7 separate regions of the Mus musculus genome follow, and all the other regions are linked to region 1. The links are chromatin contacts, called in public HiCAR-type, HiChIP or PLAC-seq and promoter capture Hi-C maps. All regions are on one chromosome and are shown on one strand. The core of a region is the stretch at or near the end of the contact, and the rest is flanking DNA. Distances in the headings are between cores, read along the strand shown. Region 1 holds the start of Sfrp2 (secreted frizzled-related protein 2). Region 2 holds the start of Rbm46 (RNA binding motif protein 46). Region 3 holds the start of Lrat (lecithin-retinol acyltransferase (phosphatidylcholine-retinol-O-acyltransferase)). Region 4 holds the start of Fhdc1 (FH2 domain containing 1). Region 5 holds the start of Plrg1 (pleiotropic regulator 1). Region 6 has its middle 25 kb from the start of Plrg1. Region 7 holds the start of Dchs2 (dachsous cadherin related 2).

What was found. Promoter capture Hi-C pulls out the DNA fragments that hold promoters and counts their contacts. HiCAR-type assays count read pairs that join an accessible place to other places. HiChIP or PLAC-seq counts read pairs in DNA pulled down with a chosen protein or histone mark.
Region 2: a contact with region 1 is called in a HiCAR-type map of astrocytes, with 3 times the contacts expected there. The contact joins the promoter of Rbm46 here to the promoter of Sfrp2 in region 1. A contact is called at or near these places in 1 of 39 promoter capture datasets (hippocampal neurons), 1 of 115 datasets of contacts at active chromatin or transcription factors (astrocytes) and 1 of 9 other capture datasets (embryonic stem cells).
Region 3: a contact with region 1 is called in a promoter capture Hi-C map of embryonic stem cells, with 3 times the contacts expected there. The contact joins the promoter of Lrat here to the promoter of Sfrp2 in region 1. A contact is called at or near these places in 4 of 39 promoter capture datasets (cranial neural crest, embryonic stem cells, hippocampal neurons and 1 more) and 1 of 9 other capture datasets (embryonic stem cells).
Region 4: a contact with region 1 is called in a promoter capture Hi-C map of embryonic stem cells. The contact joins the promoter of Fhdc1 here to the promoter of Sfrp2 in region 1. A contact is called at or near these places in 6 of 39 promoter capture datasets (the C10 cell line, embryonic stem cells, pre-B cells and 1 more).
Region 5: a contact with region 1 is called in a HiCAR-type map of astrocytes, with 3 times the contacts expected there. The contact joins the promoter of Plrg1 here to the promoter of Sfrp2 in region 1. A contact is called at or near these places in 13 of 39 promoter capture datasets (the 3T3-L1 cell line, 3T3-L1-derived adipocytes, cranial neural crest and 7 more), 3 of 484 Hi-C or Micro-C datasets (embryonic stem cells and nephron progenitors), 6 of 115 datasets of contacts at active chromatin or transcription factors (astrocytes, embryonic limb bud, embryonic stem cells and 2 more) and 2 of 9 other capture datasets (embryonic stem cells and liver).
Region 6: an H3K4me3 HiChIP or PLAC-seq map of craniofacial prominence shows a contact between it and region 1, with 8 times the contacts expected there. The contact joins the enhancer-like site here to the promoter of Sfrp2 in region 1. A contact is called at or near these places in 2 of 39 promoter capture datasets (cranial neural crest and frontonasal cranial neural crest), 2 of 484 Hi-C or Micro-C datasets (cortical neurons and palatal mesenchyme) and 7 of 115 datasets of contacts at active chromatin or transcription factors (astrocytes, craniofacial prominence, embryonic forebrain and 4 more).
Region 7: a promoter capture Hi-C map of embryonic stem cells shows a contact between it and region 1, with 3 times the contacts expected there. The contact joins the promoter of Dchs2 here to the promoter of Sfrp2 in region 1. A contact is called at or near these places in 10 of 39 promoter capture datasets (cranial neural crest, embryonic stem cells, frontonasal cranial neural crest and 4 more), 1 of 15 datasets of contacts at CTCF or cohesin (the NIH/3T3 cell line), 18 of 484 Hi-C or Micro-C datasets (the C2C12 cell line, cerebellum, cerebral cortex and 7 more), 13 of 115 datasets of contacts at active chromatin or transcription factors (craniofacial prominence, embryonic basal ganglia, embryonic fibroblasts and 8 more) and 1 of 9 other capture datasets (embryonic stem cells).

Annotation. Positions count from the first base shown.
Region 1 is chr3:83,764,907-83,767,812 of GRCm38.p6, reverse strand. It overlaps Sfrp2 (secreted frizzled-related protein 2), which reads right to left and starts at 1,492. Exons shown (of 3, transcript NM_009144.2): 1 at 770-1,492. The coding sequence starts at 1,271.
Region 2 is chr3:82,875,010-82,877,915 of GRCm38.p6, reverse strand. It overlaps Rbm46 (RNA binding motif protein 46), which reads left to right and starts at 1,433. Exons shown (of 6, transcript NM_001277170.1): 1 at 1,433-1,608. Rbm46os (RNA binding motif protein 46, opposite strand) reads right to left here and starts at 1,211. Exons shown (of 4, transcript NR_040382.1): 1 at 1,158-1,211.
Region 3 is chr3:82,902,602-82,905,507 of GRCm38.p6, reverse strand. Lrat (lecithin-retinol acyltransferase (phosphatidylcholine-retinol-O-acyltransferase)) reads left to right here and starts at 1,534. Exons shown (of 2, transcript NM_023624.4): 1 at 1,534-2,335. The coding sequence starts at 1,796. The region is part of intron 2 of Rbm46os (RNA binding motif protein 46, opposite strand); the gene reads right to left.
Region 4 is chr3:84,478,087-84,480,992 of GRCm38.p6, reverse strand. It overlaps Fhdc1 (FH2 domain containing 1), which reads left to right and starts at 1,502. Exons shown (of 12, transcript NM_001205355.1): 1 at 1,502-1,644.
Region 5 is chr3:83,054,180-83,057,085 of GRCm38.p6, reverse strand. It overlaps Plrg1 (pleiotropic regulator 1), which reads right to left and starts at 1,548. Exons shown (of 15, transcript NM_016784.3): 1 at 1,432-1,548; 2 at 209-315. The coding sequence starts at 1,440.
Region 6 is chr3:83,079,430-83,082,335 of GRCm38.p6, reverse strand. No RefSeq gene overlaps it. Among named protein-coding and RNA genes, the nearest start is that of Plrg1, 25 kb to the right of the region's middle. Within about 2 kb of position 1,390, at least 53 of the 459 cell types and tissues checked have an H3K27ac peak or open chromatin away from gene starts, as enhancers often do. A contact at or near this core is called in craniofacial prominence, where this site is marked.
Region 7 is chr3:83,126,066-83,128,971 of GRCm38.p6, reverse strand. It overlaps Dchs2 (dachsous cadherin related 2), which reads right to left and starts at 1,445. Exons shown (of 20, transcript NM_001357165.2): 1 at 1-1,445. The coding sequence starts at 1,024. It overlaps Gm10710 (predicted gene 10710), which reads left to right. Exons shown (of 1, transcript NM_001358023.1): 1 at 1-2,906. The coding sequence starts at 886. The coding sequence ends at 1,410.

The DNA of each region.
Region 1 (2,906 bases), core at 243-2,742:
TATCTCCGGGGCCCAAATCAGCTCAGACACATTGTATACTTTTTCCTTTCAGGAAAAGTATCAAGAGTGCATGAGGTTTTCATTGCTTTGATGGTTTTTGCCTATGAACTTCCCTCTGTTTTCTAAAAACTTGAGGGAACTCTTCTGCATGATTTTTTCCCCAGCTAATTAAAACCACTCCTAAGATAAAAGCAGATAGTGACAGAGAGATGAGTCCTGTTGATTGCCTTTAGCCTCTCTCCCCCAAACACCTGGGGAGTTAAAACCAATAGTCAGGGTTCCACTCGCTCCCAGACAGTCTTCGTTTTTTTATCTCCAAACCTACATTGGCGAAGGACAAAAAAACAATCTCAAAAGGTGATCAACGTGTATCGTTTGTTTTTATCCAGTGGGACAAGAACGTGCAGAGAGAGGCTGAGCCTGGGTGCTCATCACTAGGACCCAATCATGGTAAATGCTTTCAGAAGCGGGGACGCAGAGCAAGAATCTTAAAAAAAGGCTTGCCACTTTTGTTTGGCTTTCTTAACTACCTAAGAGGAACTGTTAGAACCAAGGAGGAATCTTGGCGCATGGGTGGATATCTCTAACTCCGTATGGCAACAGATTAGGGCAAGGAGAGCTGCCATATCCAAGGTTGGGACCTCCAGCCTGGACAAACTAGGATGTGGAGTGGTGGCTGCGGGGTGTCCCCCACCCCACCCACCCCACTCCCCAGGTCCTAGCACCTCAGGCTTCTTGGGAGTGGGTGGATCGAATAGGGAAGGCTTACCTTCCTCTGTGGCCGGCAGGAGGTGGTCGCTACTAGCGAGGGGGATGCAGAGGTCGTTGTCCTGCGGGAAACGGTCGCACTCCAGCATGTCTGGCCAGGGGAAGCCGAAGGCGGACATGACCGGGGCGCAGCGGTCCTTCACCTGCACGCAGAGCGAGTGACACGGCTGGATGGTCTCATCTAGGTCGTCGAGACAGACAGGGGCGAAGAGCGAGCACAGGAACTTCTTGGTGTCCGGGTGGCACTGCTTCATGACCAGCGGAATCCAGGCGCCCGCCTGCTCCAGCACCTCCTTCATGGTCTCGTGGCCCAGCAGGTTGGGCAGCCGCATGTTCTGGTACTCGATGCCGTGGCACAGCTGCAGGTTGGCGGGGATGGGCTTGCAGTTGCTGCGCTTGTAGGAGAAGTCGGGCTGGCCGAAGAGGAAGAGCCCACGCGCCGAGCCCAGGCAGCAGTGCGAGGCGAGGACTAGCAGCAGCAGCGAGGCAGGGCCCCGCGGCATCGTGGACTAGCGACCCCCGGGGGGCGGAGGGAGCCGAGCGGGGGAAGCGAGAGGCGGCCGGAGCTCGAGCTCGTCCGGGACTCCCTCGCTCTGCTCGTGGGGGCTCTGGACAGCGGGCGGCGCGAACGCGCGAAGCCGGGCGCCGGGAGGTCGGCGCGGGCAAGGCACTGCAAGCCCGCGCGCAGCTCCGGGGGGCTCCGACCCGGGGGAGCAGAGTGAGCAGAGGCTGGGGCCCAGCCAGAGTTTTCTTGGCCTTTTTTATGCAAATCTGGAGGTGGAGGAGGGGGAGCAAGGGAGGAGCCAAACCGGAGTAATCCGAGGAGGCCGGTCACTACTTTCTGGGGCTGGCTGCGTTGAGAATGCCCCTCACGCGCTCGCTGGCAGGAAATTCGGGCTGCGCCCCCACCCCGAGGCAGCAGCCCCTGCGCGCGCGCTCTGGTGATTGCCTTGCAAGCAGACAAGCGCGGGCCACCCTGTCCCAGGGAGAGCGAGGGGAGAGCGAGGAGGAGGCAACGAAAGTCGAGGACACGCGTGGAGCCGGGCTAGCTGCCTTGCAGTCGGATCAGGGCTGGAACGCGTTTCACGCCCCGCGTGGCCTGCGCCCGTATCGATGTGCAGCAGCCTTTAAGTCTCAGCACTGCGTCCCTGTCCCCGAGTAACCATAAACCAGCAGTACTAGACTCTTTGTGGCCTGGGCTTTTTCCTCCCGGTTCTCCAGCCCAAGTTGAGCAGACTGGCTTGAGCAATGTGATTCCACAGCCTCACGACACATTCTGACTTATAAAATGGAATTGCAGCCATGCACGGAGTTGCTATTTTGCTGGGGTGTCTATAGGATTTTGTCACTGTGGAGGACTTGTCAGAGGCATCACGAATTTGCCCGCCATTTCTCCTCTTTGGAGGAGAAAATTTGACCTCTGAAGAGATGTCTATGCTTGAAGGCTGCACGGGCTCTAATACATAGGGGTTCAGGATTACCTCAGTATAGGCCACCAAAGCAATAAATGGGGCTTATGAGTACCAAGGTCAGAAGGTGGGCAGGAACGGGCAGAGACCTCTGTGGTCACAAGAGTTAGTCATGTCCTCAGCATAGTTGGCCCATTCATCCCCTAACAACCAGGGACGCCATCCTGGTCACCCATCCTGGTCACGCCATCCTGGTCACCCATCGGGCCATCCTCTGCTCTGTAGAACAGGGAACCTAATGTTAGGGTAAGTGGATTGTAAGGTGCCAGGCGGGGAAAGGAGTACAGAGAGACAGTTTGGACGTGCGCAGGGGGTGGGTTAAGGGGGGGGGTGTCTCTTCCCCAAACCTTCCCTTGTCTTAAGAGTCAGCCTCTCTTTAAGTGGGACCTTGCAAGTCCTGGGTAGTGACTTCCCCTCTTTGCCCCCCCCCCCCCCAACAATCCTCTTTCAAGTGTAAGGTGGACACATTGTTGCTGCTTCCTGGATTTAACAGCTGGGTTGGATGTTTGCTGCCTGATTTACATTTTCCATCCATCTGGATGGTGAGCTCAGGATTTAGGGGGTCAGCACATTTTGTGGTCCCGCAGTTTATGAGAGTTTAAGGAGTGACGAGAGGACGATAAAATGCTATTTCCTACCCACTTCTGGCCATAGTCGAAGCAGGTAAAC
Region 2 (2,906 bases), core at 184-2,683, 890 kb after region 1:
AAGAACACCTGCATTTCACATCTTTCTTCATTTGGGTCATCTTTCCCCATAAAGCATCTAAAAATTTCTATTTTGCAGTCTATTCTTAAAGAATTCTCGTAGCATAAAGGTTTCAGATGCCCTCTTCTTGGAAACTTAAGAAATAAAGGCTATTCCTTTATGTTTTGGTTGCAGAAGGCATAAATCTTTTATAGCAGTCAATGAAAAATACATCTGCTAATAAAATTTGCTCAGTTTCTTTAAGACTTTGAGGGAGAGGATGTACCCTGTAACTTGAGTCTTTAACATTGTCTTTCTAAAGCAAGTTTCTAAGGCCTCACTCTAATGACCTTTATGAAACTCTTGTTCACTTGGTTTCCTTTATACTGGGGATGGGGTGTGAAAAGAGAACACACTGGAAATGTTAAGTAGTCCTCCAGGCTACCTCCAAGACCTCATTCACACCTCACAATAAAATATCGCCACCTACTGGCTTCTACAGGCTCCTACAACGACGCTTAAAATCAGCTAGTCTGTAAAATCAAGTCTGTAAAATTCAGACATGAAAATGAATGTGAAGAACCTTTCTTTCCTGGACAAAACAAAACAAACGAACAATGTTTAACAAACCTTCCTCTTGTAGTTTTTGAGGTTAAAAAAATCTTTAAAAACAAAGCCAAACTAGTGTATTAGATGTGGCTCAGGCTTTCAACTTGTTTGGAAAATACTGTGCAGAGCAGAGTTTAGGAATAACTGCTTTCCGAGTTACCAACGCCTCCCAGGTATTGTGCATAGCGTTCTCCTTGGGGGGCACCTTTTGGGATAGTAACATATCACAAGCCGCTTGATGCACACGTTGTGTAAACGCCCACAGCTCTCTTGAGTCGGTTTCCCTGTCTGTAAAACATGCTATAACTTAGTTTTAAAAACCCTGTGAGAACGGACGAAGATGCCCTGGAACTGCTTTTGGCACGTAGAAACATAAAAGGGCTAAAACTCTGTTAACGTTATTTACGATCCCAGTCTCATCATATCTGTTTTAAGGGGAATCAGAAATTAAGGGGCCACCCCTCCCATCCTCATTTACAAAAGTCCCCATGACTGTTTTGCACCCAACAAGGCGTTCAATCAAGATTTGCAAACTTCATCCAGCCAGACAAAGAACTTTCTCAACCTACCTACATCTCCCTTAAGGGAAGCACTGCAAGTTCACTTTGTAACTTTTGTTTAGTAACGCCTTCAAGTCTTCCACGCGCCAAACTTCACTCGCCCAGACTGGCTTTTCTCCTCCTGATTGGCCAGCGAGCGTGCCACTCCAAGTCCCTTTCGCCTGTCGCAAGTGCCTCCTCCGGCCTCAAGCCTCAGTCCCGCCTCCTCGCCCCCACCGGCGGCCGCTGATTGGTCGAGGTGGGGCCACTCCACGTGAGGCACGCTAGGCTGAGGCGAAGAGCCCGTGGCCCCGAGGCGCGAGGACAGCACGAGCGCCACTGGCCACGCCCTGCCCCGTCCGGCCCCGCGGCGACTCCTCTGACCACCGCTTCCGCCCGCAGCGCCGATCCGAAGCTCTGGCGGCGGTTTGTGCTCGTTGGTCCAGGGATTTTTAGGTCTGGCCTCTGAAGACCCGACGGGGTGAGGCGGGAATGGGAGCTGCGGGGGTGACCGGCAAACCGCTGCCAACGGCCGCAGTCGGGGGTGCCCTCGTGCGGGGTCCGGGGCGCCACCGTCGGGCGGTGTCCGCGGGCTGGCCTGCGCGGCCGCCCCGTCGACAGCGGCTCCGGGGTCTCGGGCTCCCTGCGCGGCCGCCCCGTCGACAGCGGCTCTCGGGTCTCGGGCTCCCTGCGCGGCTGCCCAGTCGGCAGAAGCTCCGGGACCTCGGGGTCCTGGCCGCTGCTTCCCGACCTCGCTGGCCTCCCGTCGCCGTTGTGTCCGCTCGCCGCGCCGCCCAGAGTTCCTAGCGGGGGCCGGGCCTCGAACTTTCCGCCGCCCCGACTGGGAAGCGGCCGGGCTGCCTAGGGGATCTGCGTGAGTGGTTGTCGGGAGCCAACTGCCCGACGGGCCGGATAACACTCTTAGTGCAGCCTGGGGTGAGGGAGGACCACGGAGCCGGTCCAGGGGCCCGGTGGATGCTGGTGGACTGGCTTCCTGGTGAATTTATGAGAAGGGGACCCCAGGGGACTCAGAAAAAGCACCTCATTTAGCCTTCTAGAATTAGGTTAAAACCAGGAAGCACTATAGGTAGCATCAAGGTGGTAACAGCCCATCATTTATGAATATGCATGTGGAAATAGGCTAATTTAAATAACTAGCAGTTTTCATTTCAAGGGATTAGGGCAATGAGATGCTTCAGAAACTTCCTTTGTAGTCATAAGAATCAACCTTAGCGCTGTGATAGGTAGATTTGTTTTTAAGTATACCTGTTTAAAATATTGTCTCAATCACTAACTGTGCCACTGAGGACATTCGGATCTTGTTAGCACTGTATTTGCCAAATAACCAACTAATGCCTTATTTCCTGCGTGTGGCCATGTTTTAAGTGCTAATTTTCATATAAGAGTCTTGGACTTTAAAATATTAATGCCAAAATTATAAAACAGCTCATGTAAGGTGCAAACATCCTTATAAAGTAAGAAATATTAAAACCAAGAATATATATTCAACTGTGTATGGGTGAAGTTACGCTTTAAGCGTTCAGTGGTATTGTTTTCATTGGTGGAAAACTTAAGAGGTACCAGAAGTTAAGAAAGGATTGCAAATAAGTAATTTGTGTAAATTAAAAATTTTTAATGCTGTTAACTTTAATATCTGTTGGTTGGTAAGGTAAAAAGATAAGGGGAAATGTGATTTCTGTGTTCAAATTAATAAGACTTCAAATGACACTACAGATGACAGTGTCTTTAGTCAGGAAAGCATTTATAGGTATCTCTCAT
Region 3 (2,906 bases), core at 285-2,784, 860 kb after region 1:
ATCTGTGAAGTGAACGAATGACCAAAAGTGCAGCGACATGGACAGATTGCTTATAGCAGTCAGGGGGCAAAGGCTCAGGCCTCCAAAGAGGGGTGGCCTCAGGCCTCAGCCTGGTCTAGGTTCCATCATGGCAGAGATCTCAGCCGGGCAGTGGTGATGCATGCCTGTAATCCCAGCACTTGGGAGGCAGAGGCAGGTGGATTTCTGAGTTCGAGGCCAGCCTGGTCTACAGAGTGAGTTCCAGGACAGCCAGGACTGCAGAGAAACCCTGTCTCAAAGAGAGAGGAGAGGAGAGAGAGAGAGAGAGGAGAGGGAGAGAGAGGGAGAGAGAGAGAGAGAGAGAGAGAGAGAGAGAGAGAGAGAGAGAGAGAGAGAAAAGAGATAGGAGAGAGAGAGAGAGAGAAAAGAGATAGGGGAGAGAGAGAAGAGATAGGAGAGAGAGAGAGAGAAAAGAGATAGGAGAGAGAGAGAGAGAAAAGAGATAGGGGAGAGAGAGAGAGAAGAGATAGGAGAGAGAGAGAGAGAGAGAGAGAGAGAGAGAGAGAGAGAGAGAGAGAGAGAAGAGATAGGAGAGAGAGAGAGAGAGAGAGAGAGAGAGAGAGAGAGAGAGAGAGAGAGAGAGAGAGAGAGAGAAAAGATAGCCTGGAGCTTAAGCTTTCTTAGTTTTGTGGCGCTTGTGGCCTTTGTCTGGGGGAATTTACTCATTTACATAATGAATTAGCACAGAAATTCAGGCGGGTCTGAGCACCCAAAGCCCAGCCCTGCAGAGCCCCAGCAGCCTCCTTAGGCAGCTCCCCCACCCCCTTCGACTGTGCCTGGGTTCTGCTGCAAGCGTGCACCGCCTTGCAGAACCATAACGTTCTCTTTCCTTAAGTCTCCCTGGACGGCAGGGAGCTCTTTACCAAAAGCTACCAGTCGTTGTGTGAAGCGAAGCTGGGACCTGACATCAAAGAAACTTGGCTTGACTCCTGCTTTGCTGGAGGGCGTTGGGGTTTTTTTGATGACCGTTGGAAGGCGCGCGCTCAACAGGCACTGGAGCCTTGGAGCGTCCAGACTGTTGGGTTCCGATCCTCCGCGCTGGGGCACTGGACGAACAGAGAGCCATTCCACTTCTCCGCGTGCCACCTGAGAGCTCATGGATGCTTGCGTGTTTAAAACGACAAAGATCAGTTTAAGTAGGATCTGCAGGAATTCGCGGAGCCGGCACTTTGGCGAATCAAAGCAAATTCTTTAGTAAGCTGAGGGCCACGGTATTATTATCGGTTAGAGCGGGTCCCATACCGAAATTTTACAGAAGGCGCTTCTCACCGCCAAGAAAGGTGCTCCATTCCTGGCAGGTGCAGGATCTTTCGCGCGGCCACGCCTCTGGCATCTCTCCTACGCTGGCTGTTTAAAGGTCTCCCTAGTGAAGCAGAGCGCTCGAGGAGAAGTCAGGGTGCAGAACGCCCGTGCCCAATCCGTGTTCTCCGGCCTGTGACCGCATTCGGCCCGCCCTCTGCACCTCTATAAGAGCCACAGCGAAGAGCGCACCCAGAGCACCGCCCCCAGGCACACTACCTCTTCAGCTCCTCAAGCGCGGGTGCCACTGTTCCCACAGCCGACCGACACTACTTCCTTTCTTTGACCCCCTGCACTGGGTGGCTGAGCCAAGCACTTTGGCTTCTCCTCTGATCTCTTGCTCTCCTGGCTCTGGGCAGCCGCAGCGGTGCTCCGCAGGTGAGCAGCGCTGCAGCGCGGCGATCCGGAGAGCTCACCTCGTACAGAACAGTTGCAGCCAGTGGTTGGTTGCCTTAGGATGAAGAACCCAATGCTGGAAGCTGCGTCCCTCCTCCTGGAGAAACTGCTCCTTATTTCCAACTTCAAGCTCTTTAGCGTGAGCGTCCCGGGAGGAGGCACAGGGAAGAACCGTCCCTATGAAATCAGCTCTTTCGTCCGGGGCGACGTGTTGGAGGTGTCACGGACCCATTTTATCCACTATGGGATCTACCTGGGGGAAAACCGTGTCGCCCATCTAATGCCTGACATCCTGTTGGCCCTGACCAATGACAAGGAACGCACTCAGAAGGTGGTCTCCAACAAGCGTCTCCTCCTGGGAGTCATTTGCAAGGTGGCTAGCATCCGTGTGGACACAGTAGAGGACTTTGCCTACGGAGCAGACATCCTAGTCAATCACCTAGACGGGACTCTCAAGAAGAAGTCCTTACTCAATGAGGAGGTGGCACGCAGAGCTGAGCAGCAGTTGGGACTGACTCCATACAGCCTACTGTGGAACAACTGCGAACACTTTGTGACTTACTGCAGATATGGCTCTCGGATCAGTCCACAGGCTGAGAAGGTAGGAGGAGACTTGCAGGAGCTGGGGTCGGGATCCGGGAGCTTTTTGGACATCTCCTCCACCATACCATTCTTAGGAGTTGTAGATTAAGTAAGGAAAGCTCTGGTGTTTCTAGGGGAGATCTGGTAAACAAAGGGCAGTTTGCCTCGCAGAAAGGCTATTTCAAAATGTGCAATAAAAGGGTGTGGCCACACAGGCTGCTTCCAGAGATTCCAAAGTGCTGCTTGTTACTGCTGTACTAGTCATCTTGGTCTGCACACACAAGGTAGTTCAAATGATCAGGGGCAAGAGACTGAAGGACTTGGAACTTTTCCCACGAAGGGTAATTGGCAAGAAGGTGTCCAGTTTTCTCTTCTCCTAGATGCACAGAGTGAATTCCCTTTACTTAAATAGGCTCAAAATTCCTGCTAGAAGACATTCCTGGTAGACACCTTTTATTTCTAGTTTGACTCGGAGAGATTTTTTCCTTAGTGTGTAACTTCTTCTTAAGTGATTTTAATCCCCATATCCTGTTCTCCTTCACTGTTAAGCATCTCCTAGCCTTTAGTACCAAAGGTAGGTTGGATTTTAA
Region 4 (2,906 bases), core at 253-2,752, 710 kb before region 1:
CTACACCGCTCTGGACCTCCTGAGAAGCGCTAAGCTCCAAAGAGAAGCTGTGGAGTGGAGCGGAGGTGTGTGAATGTGTGTGTGTGATATAAAGGTGCATGCGTGCCTACGAATGTGCGTGGGGTGTTCTTGCGTGTGCGCGGGATAGGGTGTCCAGGAGACTGCCGCAGAGGTTCCTTTTGTGGAAGGCGGTGACCTGCTCAGTAGCGACCGTGGCGCCTCCCACTTCGCTCCATTAGGACACCAAGGCTCATCTTTTCCCTGCAGCAATTTCCATCGTCCTCTGTGGTTGCCCGCCCAGCCCCGAGCTGGTCTTCAGGTGCCAGGAGCAGCGTGCTGGGCGGCGGCTTTCGAGTCTCGGGAGCCCGGAGCTGGCGAGGGCGAGCTCAGTGGCGGTGCTGTTCGGGTTGAAGGGGGAGCGAGGGAAGCAGCAGAGCAGGAAAGGGCGTGCTGTCCTTTGCGGCCGGCTGGAGGAGCAGCCGGGTAGGCAGCATTGTTACCTGCAGCGGCCCCGCCCCTCCGCACCGCCCTGCCCCCTCACCGTCCCCGGCCTGCAGTCCTGCGGAGAGACGGCGGCGCCGGGACAGCGGGCGGAGGCTGCGCGGGCGCCGGGAGCGGGGGCGCGGTGAGTGCGGGACGACGGGAGCTAGGGCCCGGGCTGCCAGGCTGGGTTCGGGATGCTGGGCTGAGCAGCGGCGCGGGGAGGATGCGGTGAAGCGCGAGCTCTGTTCCGGATTCCGGGGACCTGATCCTGGAGCGCAGGCCCTGTGCCCCGAGGCGCATATGCGCCCGACTGGCTCGGCATCGGACCCTGAGCTCGGTGTAGCGCTGTCCGCGGGTGGGACCTCGGAGGTTTGATTAGCTTTCGTGGCACTTATGCGGGTCGCGCAGGTCACAGAAGTCCCTTTTAGCGAGGACTCGCTCCTGCTATAGTGATGTGGGGGTAGACTTCCAATGACTGCACACCTCCCTGGAAGTTCACCTCCGAAGTGGCGTCGGCGCTTGTGGAGTGGCGGGTTGGCAGTCACCCATGGTCCCCGAGCGTGACGGTTCCCCAGCCCCAGAGACTCCTTTTTGCGTTTCTGTCGCGGGTTCATTCCCCCTCTCTCGGTGCAAAACCGCAGTGCGGCCGAGAGCCCTTCTCCCAGGAGCCCACGCTGGGGACTACACGGTATCGCCGCAGCGGTGGTCCAAGCGGCTGGCGGCCACTGTTCCGTGAACCACGAGCTCCATAGAGAGCTGGGACCCCGGTTTGGGCGGGGAAGCTTGGACAGGACGAGCCACCCCCGGTCGGATAGGCACAGAAGAAGCCCCAGGGGTTTCGCGGCTGGCCTCCATGGCCTCTGAGATGGTCCGAGACTGGAGAGTGCGGGGCACTCATGGAAGCTGAGAGTCCATCCTTTCCCGGGAGGGTTGTCCCTACTGTCCCTGCTAGGGATCCTGCGTGGCGCGTGTGGGCGTCTCTTCGCCGCGGACGCGCGCCTTCCCGGCCCAGATAAGGCGGCCTCTGAGCTAGTGCGGGGACCGCCCATTCGAAGCTCGTCTGCTGTCCCGGGATCCTGGGCTGCGCAGCTGCGGGACGCTGGTAGCCTCGGGGGGCTTGGGCTAAGCGCCTCGGGAGCCGGCGGAGCCAAGGGCCTTTTGGTGAGTGGATTCGCCAAAGCGAGGGGCTAGAGACCGAAAGAGGTAGTGGGCAAGACTTGGGACTTCGTCCATCCTGACTGGAAAGAAATCTTTCTGGGTGCTCCCTCCCTCCCCTGTTCCGGGCGAGTTTCATAAAGACCTGGAGCTAGTGTTTAAAGAAATTCTACTTTGAGTTGGACACCCTGCGAGCACCCTCTTTAGTCCCCGTTGTCTTCCTGGAGCTTCTGTCTCTCCGAGAGCATCCTTCGGCTCTCCTGGGCCTATTCTTCCTGGTTTGGGAACTAGGGGAGAAGAGACTGGAAATGTGCTATCAGAAACAGGCAGCTGTGAATGTTTGTTTATGTGACGTGACAGATTAAACCTGCCGTCGTGGGTACTCTAGGCCGGCTGAAGGGCCAGGTAAGACTGCTGCTCGCAAACTGACTGTATTTCTTGATCAAGAAAGGGTTTGAAAAGACAGGTCGAGGTGGAGAGATGTTCCTTAAGGAGTGAGTAGAGAGAAGAGAATAGTATTAACGAAAGGCGGGAACTTCCCCCAGCCCTCTCTCTCTTTTCCCAACTAAGAATACTGTGTATGTAGCTTAGCCTCTTCCTCAGTTCCTCAGGTGGACGGGCTGCACTCCCAGCTCAGGCTCATCTGTGACACATGTCAAGAGGCAAGAGGAAAGCCATCTGGCTCTGTGTCACTTTTTATTACTGTTGAACAGAGCGTGCAGACCCTCCTTTGAGAAAGCTCTGGTTAGAGCTAGGGGCCACACAGCTCTTCCAGGAACCCTTAGGAATGGTCTTATTCTAACCCTGTGTGCTGGCTGATCATACGCTGAAGGTTAAGTTCTTGATCATAGCATCCCTCACTGAAATTGGAGTTAAAAGATGCTGAGCTGAGCAGCAGAGCAGCATCCCCAGCGGGAGGGACAGTAACCCCACCTCTGATGACCGGTGGTGGTTATCACTCAGCAGACTTGAAGATGGGTTCTGTCATCAGAAAGCCTATTGGTGACAGCTCTGCATTTAACGGCCTCCTCGCTGTAGGGGAGACGTTAAATACAAGCCTGCCTGTGTTTGTCTTAGGGAGATTGATGGGATAGTTGAAGGTTCCCAGACAGAATCGGGGCTGATTCCATTGTCTCTGCTGCCAACTGCCAACTGTGAGAGGCAGGGGACCATGTCATGTGTCGGGGTGTTTGCATCACCTGCATTTCTCTCGGTGTCTTTGAGATTGTGTGGAGTCATCTCTATTATGGAAAGTATGGTAGAATTAT
Region 5 (2,906 bases), core at 299-2,798, 710 kb after region 1:
AGTTAGGTAATGATGTTTTTACTGCAGAAGACAAGACAATAGAAAAATGAGTTACCATTACTTATATTACACTAGAAAGCCACTTGCTATTGCCCAAGCGTCCTGTGAGTATGCACTTTTAAGACCTTTCAAAGTCCCCTCCTCCCCTCTCTCTGCACCCTTCTGTTAATATTAAATACTTTAGCAACTGAAAAGGAATAAAGCTTACCTCTCTTCATCCAAAGGCACGGGTTTTCCATTATCAGCCACAAACATGTCATGGGTCCTCTTCAATGACCTGAACACCAGTGTGTGTACAGAATGCTTCTGTACCTCCTGTAAAGAGACAGCCAAAAATCACACATCTAACAAGAGACCCATACACCCTAATCGACATGAGAGTCATTATGCAATTTCCACGCTAAATATGGAGAAGGATATACACTCCTCAATAACTGTAACAAACTACAGCAATCAACAACGAAGATGAGAAAGCTCCTGTCTGGCCAGAGCTCTTAGAAAAGTAACTGAGTAATGCCTACAATGTGTTCAGTAGATATTTACCGAGCTAGTACTGTATGCGGCATGCAGTGTACTCAAGAGGCAACAGACAAAAATAAGCAAAATAATTCCACATTTTTGGAGGGTTCTATGAAAATAGGCAATGGGATGAGTTGGTGGGGGGAGAATTGGTAGATATAATCAAGAAAGGTTTCTCTCAGGTGATAAGCAGAGAGGGAGACAGCCTTACACGGAATAGAGGTACAAGCAGTGAAAGTGTGGGAAATCCCACTGCAAAGGTGTCCAGATAACTCAGAACCGCAGCAGTTGTGAATGCTGCGGAAGTGTGGGTTTCCAGGGTCGGTGAGGTTTAGACCTCTGCCACCACCAACATTTTTACTCTATAACACTGGAACAGAAAGCAGCACTGAACTACACTCCTGCAATGTGTTCGTTAATCCTAAGCACTTAGACCAGCTGGAAGTTATTGAATGAGTCCGGGCAAAAGATGTTAGGCTAGACTCGGAGGACTGCAGTGGACCTGGAACGCAGTGGGTGGGAGTAAGAAACGTTTGGGATACGCAAGAACAAACAAACAAACAAAATCAAGAACCGCACGCCTCTACTGCGGTAGAGATGAAATAACAGTGGAACTGACAAGACAGCACGGACTAGCATCCCAGCCACGGTGGGAACATCAGAAGCCCCGCCTCCCAGGAGACGGCCAGGTACCTACGACAACACACGGACTGCAGGATTCCCTCAGGCTTCCCGCCGACTGAAGCTCGGACTTGGGATGTCATCGGCCTTCCTCCCACCCCGACGTGCCGAGACCACCAGCTTTGACTACAGTTCCTTTCCCCAGATTCCCACCACTTTCATCCTACACTTCCGTGGGCAAAGCAAAGCTCCAGGGACAAACGACTCCCAAGTACCCAAGCATCACTTTACCTCCACCATGTCGCCGCCGTTTAGTCTACCCCTCCAGCAGCGAAGGAACTCAAATAATCGCCGCAGAAAACGCCGCCACTATTCGGCAGCTCTTTCCGGAGATTGGGGCCCGTCGCCGGACGTGACGCTAACCGCACATGCGTATTGGCAACCCGCCGCGCAGGGGTCGAGGGGCGGAGTCTAGCGGTGGAGGGCGGAAGCTAGGCGGAGTTGCGCGGAGCCTCTTGGAGGAGAGCGGGACTTCGGCAGCCGCTGGGCGGGACTGGGGCGGGGTTTGGGCGGGGACGAACGATGTCTCCAGGCAGAAGGGCGGGTCTCGGCGGAGCTGGGCGGAGTCTCCTGCCTGAGGGCGGAGATTTCAGCCGGAGCTAAGGGAGCGCGCCAGCCTTAACGTTTAGGGGCGGTACCTGCTTCCAGAAGCTTGGTGCTCCTTACTTGGAGGTTTTAAGCAAGCAACTTTTTCGTTTCTTTTCTTTTTTTCGAGACAGGGTTTCTCTATGTAGCCCTGGCTGTCCTGGAACTCACTCTGTAGACCAGGCTGGCCTCGAACTCAGAAATCCTCCTGCTTCTGCCTCCCAAGTGCAGAGATTAAAGGCGTGCGCCGCCACCACTGTCCAGCTTAAACAAGCAATTAAAAAAAAAAAAAAAAAAAGGTTGAGAACTTAAGTTGGTTTTATTTTATTTGGCTTGACGCTAAAGTGTTGAGGTTTTGTGATTTACCCAGGTTAAAAATAAATCTGTGGCTTATATGATCGATCGTTTTCAAATGTTTTCTGTATTGATGTAGTTGCTATTTGCGATCTTAAGGCGTTTTCACAGATTGTGCGTCTTCCTGAACTGTGGTTAAGTTCACGGATACCGTCCTCAGAATACTGCGAATACTTTGAGAAGGATGAAACGTAGCGCCGATACAGCAATGCTCTCGCTCGATTTATATTTTAATTCATTAAAAACATGAAGGTCGTGTTTTTAACCTGAAAATGGACATTTCTAGTCTTTTTAGTTTTGAGCCTTAACGTCAGCGCCATCTTTGTAGCCCGCAAGTAGTCATTTCTAAATGTGAATGTGAGTTTAGCCAAAGGATCTTATTTTCTGTAAAAGTGGCTAATGTTTGTGCACGTTGCAAGGAAATAGTAATAGCCATAGAAAAGAACATTTTAAATCACAAAACACTAAGGAAATGTAAGAAAGACCTTAATGTATCTATGTTAATATAACTACTAGACAACTCTCATTAAACTTGTGAGATACCTTAGTCATCCTGAACACAGCTTATGCAAGGCTCATAAGGGCAGTCTACTGAGGTAAACCACACTAGGTTTTACTCTTCTTACAGCTCTTGAATTAAGCCACCCGTGTGAAAATTTCCTTCTTAAATGAATAGCTTGGGTGATCCTATTATCTAGTCATGAGACCCATAAATCACACATATCATACACAGATCTCCTGTTCATATAGGAACCTGGGTTTTTCTG
Region 6 (2,906 bases), core at 141-2,640, 690 kb after region 1:
CACACCCACTCCAACAAGGCCATATCTTCAAAGAGTGCCATTCCCTGGGCCAAGCATATTCAAACCACCACACCCTGCTACTATCTAGAATATATTAAATGGGTGTTGATTTAAATGGGTTTTTGAAACTGTAGGCATGTCATAAAGGCTTTTGCAGAAATGCTAAGGGATGAGAAAGAACTCCATTGAATGAGGGTAGCACCGTGCCTCCGGCTGGGGTCCCAGACTAAATATAGCGGAGAATAGAAGTTGAGTCGCAACCTTCACCTCTCTCTGCCCCTTGTGAATGTGATGAGGTCATCCACCTCATGTCCCTGCCTCCATGTCTTTCCTACCATAACGATCTGGATCTCTCTACACTGCAGGCTCAAATCCTCCCTCCCTTAAGTTGCTTCTTGGTAGAGGTTTGATCACAGCAACAAGAAAAAAAAATAACTAATGTGTCAGGGAAACAGACAATAAAAAATAAATCTGTAAAATAAAAATGACATAACAGGCCTGAGAGTGTGTCTGGGAGTGCTTTCCTAGTATGCATAGATCAATCCCAAGGACTCATAAAACAGGACACTTGTAATTCCAGCATTTGGAAGATAGGCAGGAGGATCATACATTCCAAGTCATCTTTGACTATGTAGCAAGCTTGAATTCAGCCTGGGACACAACACACACATACACACACACACACACACACACATACACTAACACAGAAATATACACTCACATTCACACACAAACTTACGAATGCACACACACTCACACACGTGAACATATACACAAACGCACACTCACATATGAACACTCACCACACACACTCATTCTCACACACACACTCACATGCACATACACAGTAATCCTGGAGAAAAATGAAGCAGAATTAAGAAGTTGTTTTGGGTTGTTATATGCTTGGAGTGAGAAGATTCTGATTTTAAAACGGGTAAAACGTTTGCTTTCTGTCATTCCTTCAACTAAGAAAGAGAATTTTAAAGTTCTAATTTTTACTAAATTAAGCCCAAATAGGCAGTTCTTACAAATATCTCTATTTGGTACATTAAAATCATTAGATAACCAAGTTCCAATATATCTTGCAAAACAGATTTGTTTATTAATATTACAGAATTGCAAAGGAACTTAAACACACTGCTTAATCACTTGTCTAAGGACAGCTGTACTGACGGGCAATTGACAAAATGTGTGCATTGAACGTGTATGGGATTTGGTCCATATACACTGTGAAGTTATCAATATAATTACTATTTCCATCACCTGAGAGATGTTCTTCTAGTGTATGTTTTTTATATATGAGTGTTTTCCCTGCCTTCACCTGTGCACCATGTACATGCAGTACCCACAGAAGCCAGAAGAGGACGACATATCCCCTGGAATTAGAGTTAGAGACGCTTGTAAACTGATATGGCTCTTGTGGAAGAGGAACCAGATACTCTTAATCTCTGAGCCATCTCTCCAGCCCCTAGTCACTATGTGTGTGGTGAGAACTGCGAAGATCCGAAGATCCGTTCTCTCAGGCGACTTCAAGTGCACAGTACGTGATTCCTAGCACTCACAATGTGAGCACATACAGCCCCAGGGCTTTCTCATCCTGACACCTTGGGCAAGCCCCTCCCCCAGTTCCCATTTGGCGGCCCTTCCAAAGACTTCAGAGCACTTGTGTACACGCCGATCAGCGAAACTGAAAGGGGTAATTTCATACTTGGCAACAAACTGCACATGCCAGAATTGCTCAGCACTTGACATTTCTACAAACAGAGCTGAGAACATACATGAAAGAACAAAGTCAAGAGAGAGGAAGAAAAAAAAAAAAACCAAAAAACTAAAAACTTGGCAATCTGTTACATGGAAGGCATCCATACATTTGAAAGCAATTATTAAAGATCTGACGGGTTTTGGGGGAGGATGGAAAGTTGAAGTTGCTTCCTAGAGAATGGAAGGACGGCTCAGTGGTTAGGGGGTCATCTTGCTCTTGCAGTGGACAACAGTTTGGTCCTGAGGACTCCTATCAGGCAGCTCGCACCCATCTGTAGCTCCAGGTCCTGGTGGACTTCACACCTCTGGCTTCCTCTGGCACCTACACTCACACAAGCCCACACACAGACATGTAGACACACATAATATTGCATCCCAGCGTAATCAACCGCTTCAGCTGAAAAACTGACAACATAAAAGGAAAAAGGAAGAGTGAATCTCCATTGTTGTCTTTCCATTCTTCATGTTCCCTGGTGACACAGCACCATAAAGAAAGGCAGCGGCAGCGTGGGTAGGAAGAGCAGCTCAGAGGGACGGTCCTTGCAGTCCTGAAAAGGTGCAGCTAGAAACAATTAAGTTTGGTGCATTTTCCACTGTTCCAGTTAGCACCAAAACGCATAGGCAGATATGAGCTATGAAATACAAATTGTAAGTGTGGTGAGTTTGCATGTGAATGAAGGGCTTATATTTGCATCTAAATGAACACTGCATGATGGAAAAATAAATGTTAAGATGCATGCTAATATTTATTTATTTATTTTTATTTAAAATTTTAAGTAGCACACTCACACACACGAAAACAGTATCAGGAAAAAAGGGGCAAAGCTTTCTGCTGAAGTGCCTACTGCTAATGGCACCTTCTGTCTGATCTGTAAACAGCAGGCCTTGAATTTTCATTTTGCTCTGAGCCATGTAAATTATGTAACTGGTTTTAGTTTTAAGTATTATGTGCTGATCTATGTAACCTCATGGGGGTCATGCCAGGCATACAGCAAGTGTTTTGTGAGCATTCATTTTGACCGTTATTATCATGACTAATGTATTTAGAAAGGCAAAATAAGTCTGCACATTACTAGCAAAGACATCAGCTACAACAGAAATGTTAAAGAGGTGGTTTGCATGAATAGCTCCTGCTTACGTGTAGT
Region 7 (2,906 bases), core at 196-2,695, 640 kb after region 1:
CAGAAAAATAACCCGGATCGCCCAGTGGCCCACCACCTGCGCTCGCCACGGGCACTTGCCGCTCCCGGATACTGTAGCGTACCAAGCCATTGGGGCCCAAGTCGCGATCAGTAGCACGCACGCGACAAACCTCAGAGCCCGGCTGGGCGTCCTCACGTACTGTGGCGCGGTACTCGCCCTGCTCGAAAACTGGCGGGTTGTCGTTCTCATCCAACACACGCAGCTGCACGTGCAGGAGGCCGGTGCGCCGAGGGCTGCCACCGTCCCAAGCTTCAATGTGCAGCTCGTGCGCTGCCGCCGCCTCTCGGTCCAAGCGCCGCAGCAGCACCAAGTCTAAGGGTTCCAGCGGTGATGAGGACACCGGCAGGGAAGGCGACGCCGGTAACCCCGGCGTCCCATAGCGCAATTGGAAGAAGGGTCCTGTGGGATCCTGGGGCATGTCAGAAGCTTGCAGCAAAGTGTAGCCCTGGATGCTGAACAGTCCCGCGTCCGGGTCCTGGGCTCCTGGCAGGCGGAACGCTGTCCCGGGCGGGCTGAGTTCGGACACGTCCAGCTGCAGGGAGTCGCGGGGAAAGCGAGGGGAATGGTCGTTCACGTCGTTGACGCGGATCTCCACCTGTACCACCTCTCCCAACAGCGTGGCGGCCACGAAGCTATAGTGGTCCTGTCGCTCGCGGTCCAGACGCCGAGCGGTGCGGATGATACCAGTGTCCGGGTGCACGTGGAAGTCGTCCAGCAGCGGGGAGTCATCCGAGTCCTCCGAAAGAAAAAAGCCATTCCCATCCTGTTGCTGAGCTGCTGGCAACCCCGCGCGAATGTCACCCACCAGTGTGTCTGGGGGCAGCCCCTCGTCCACCGAGAGGCTGAGGTTGAACACCTGGGCAGATGAGCCCGAGGCTGCCCACAGCCAGGCGTGGACGAAAAGCCGGAGCAGGGAGCTCTGCGCCCCGGCGCCGCGGGGCCGCCCACGGGGTGACCCAGCCGGCTGACGCCCTTCACCCATCCTTCGCCCAGCAGGGCTCATTTCTCCTCCAGCTCTTTAGGAAGAAGGCTCCGGCTAGCTGCCAGCTTGTATTGGGATCTCAGAGCAACCCAGGAGCCTCTTCAGTATTAAGCCAGGGAAGAAAAGACTTTGGCAAACAAACGAAAAGACCCGGGAGTTCCCAAGGTGGCATCTGCAACTGGTGCAGACGTCCTCTGGCCGCAGCTCACGCAGGCGGGGGCGGCTCTAGCTGCCTCTGCCTCCGCGGCCACCTCTCCAGCCTCTGGATGTCTTTAAGGGAGTCCCATCGCTTTTTCTCTCTTCTTCTATTCCTTTTACATCTGTTCCTTGTTCTGCTCGGCTGGCTGTTTCCCCCTGGTAAAGTCAGGTGCATTATTTCTTTTGCCAAAAAGGAGGAAATTATTTAAAGCGCGCACACGGAGAGGAAGGGGATCCGGCCGGGAAGGGGGTGGAGAAAGGGCGGGGAGGCCGAGGGGGCGCGGGGCGGGAGGAACGGTGGGAGGGGCCGCTCGGGCAGCAGACTGCTACAGGGGCGGCCGCTCCCCCACCCACCCCACTCCACCTCCCGCGTCTCCCGGCGCTGGGGACTCCGTGGAGCCCCCTCTGACTGGGCCTCCTACTCCTTAGTCCCCTCCCCGTGCGTGATGCGGCTCGCACCGGGATGAATTCCAACCTGCGAGCCTCGGTTCTGTAGAAGGACTAAAAAACGGCTAGCCGGATGGACACGCAGCCCCAGACAGTGACGCTGATGGGGTTGTCTGGCTTGGCTTTGCGTGCAAAGTGTACTGGGTTAGGGAAGAGGCCAGTAGCTTGCCCCTAAGCTCGCTCTCTCCATCCTCAGAACAGCCCCTGCAGCGAGCCTGCCCATGGCTCCATGTAAGGTGGGGGTTATATGGTCACTTTAAGGAGACAAACTTGTGCTCTCTATTTGGCGAGAGAACCCCACCTCCTCAGCGGAAGGACAGATGGAGTCAAAAGGAGATGCACAGCTGGGGCCAGTTTGACTGTAAAGCAGGGAAGGCGGAACTTGGAGAAAAAAAAAAGAAGAAGAAGAAAGGAGAAAGAAAACTTCCAGAAATCCCGAAAAAATCTGTGACACACATGGCACGCTTTATTATGCCGAGCTACTATTTAGCAGCGTGCTAGTGTCTTGTCACTCCCCTCTGCCACCTGTGATGACAACAATGGATGGAGCTTGCGGACCTTTTTAGGCATCCAGCGCCATCATACCTGCCAGCATATTTTATGATGATGATTTATGTGCGGATTGACCTTGTGGCATAAGCCCCAGCACACGGCTTTACCTCCAGCCCTATGAGAAGAACCTTGCAGGGATCTGATAGCTCTTCCAAAGTAGCTTAGGGTTGAATCCAAAGACAATTCACCTCAGCCTGTGTAGTCTCGGGCTTCTCTCCTGCTATCCACAGCTATAGATGGAAACTGACAAATGGCCTCTAATAAAGTATGCTCCACCAGAGGAGTCTGCTCTCTTGAGAGCGGCCAGCCATATGTAGCAAAAGGTTTCTGCAATTTTGCATTTCAGCCAGAAGGAAGAATTAATTTCCTAGATACTGTTCTGTGCTAGGGGGAGACCAAAAGGCCAGCATACAGTTCCCCAGAAACCCCAGTGAAACGCCTTCTTATATTGAGTGGCCTATGCATGCCATTGCTAATTAGCAGCCACACCAACCTGTACCCCTGAAAAAATAATAATCAAATGATTTTCTTGGCAGTGTTGTATGTAACCAGAGATGCTATTAAAATAATGTCAGCCTCCCTTTTATCGATCAAGTGCCTTTAAGCATTTGGGAGATCAGGCTTGAGCCTTTGGAGTCTTCTTTCCAACTTAATGCAAAGGCATCAGGAGTCTTACAAAGCACCACAACTACTGCCACCACTGGTC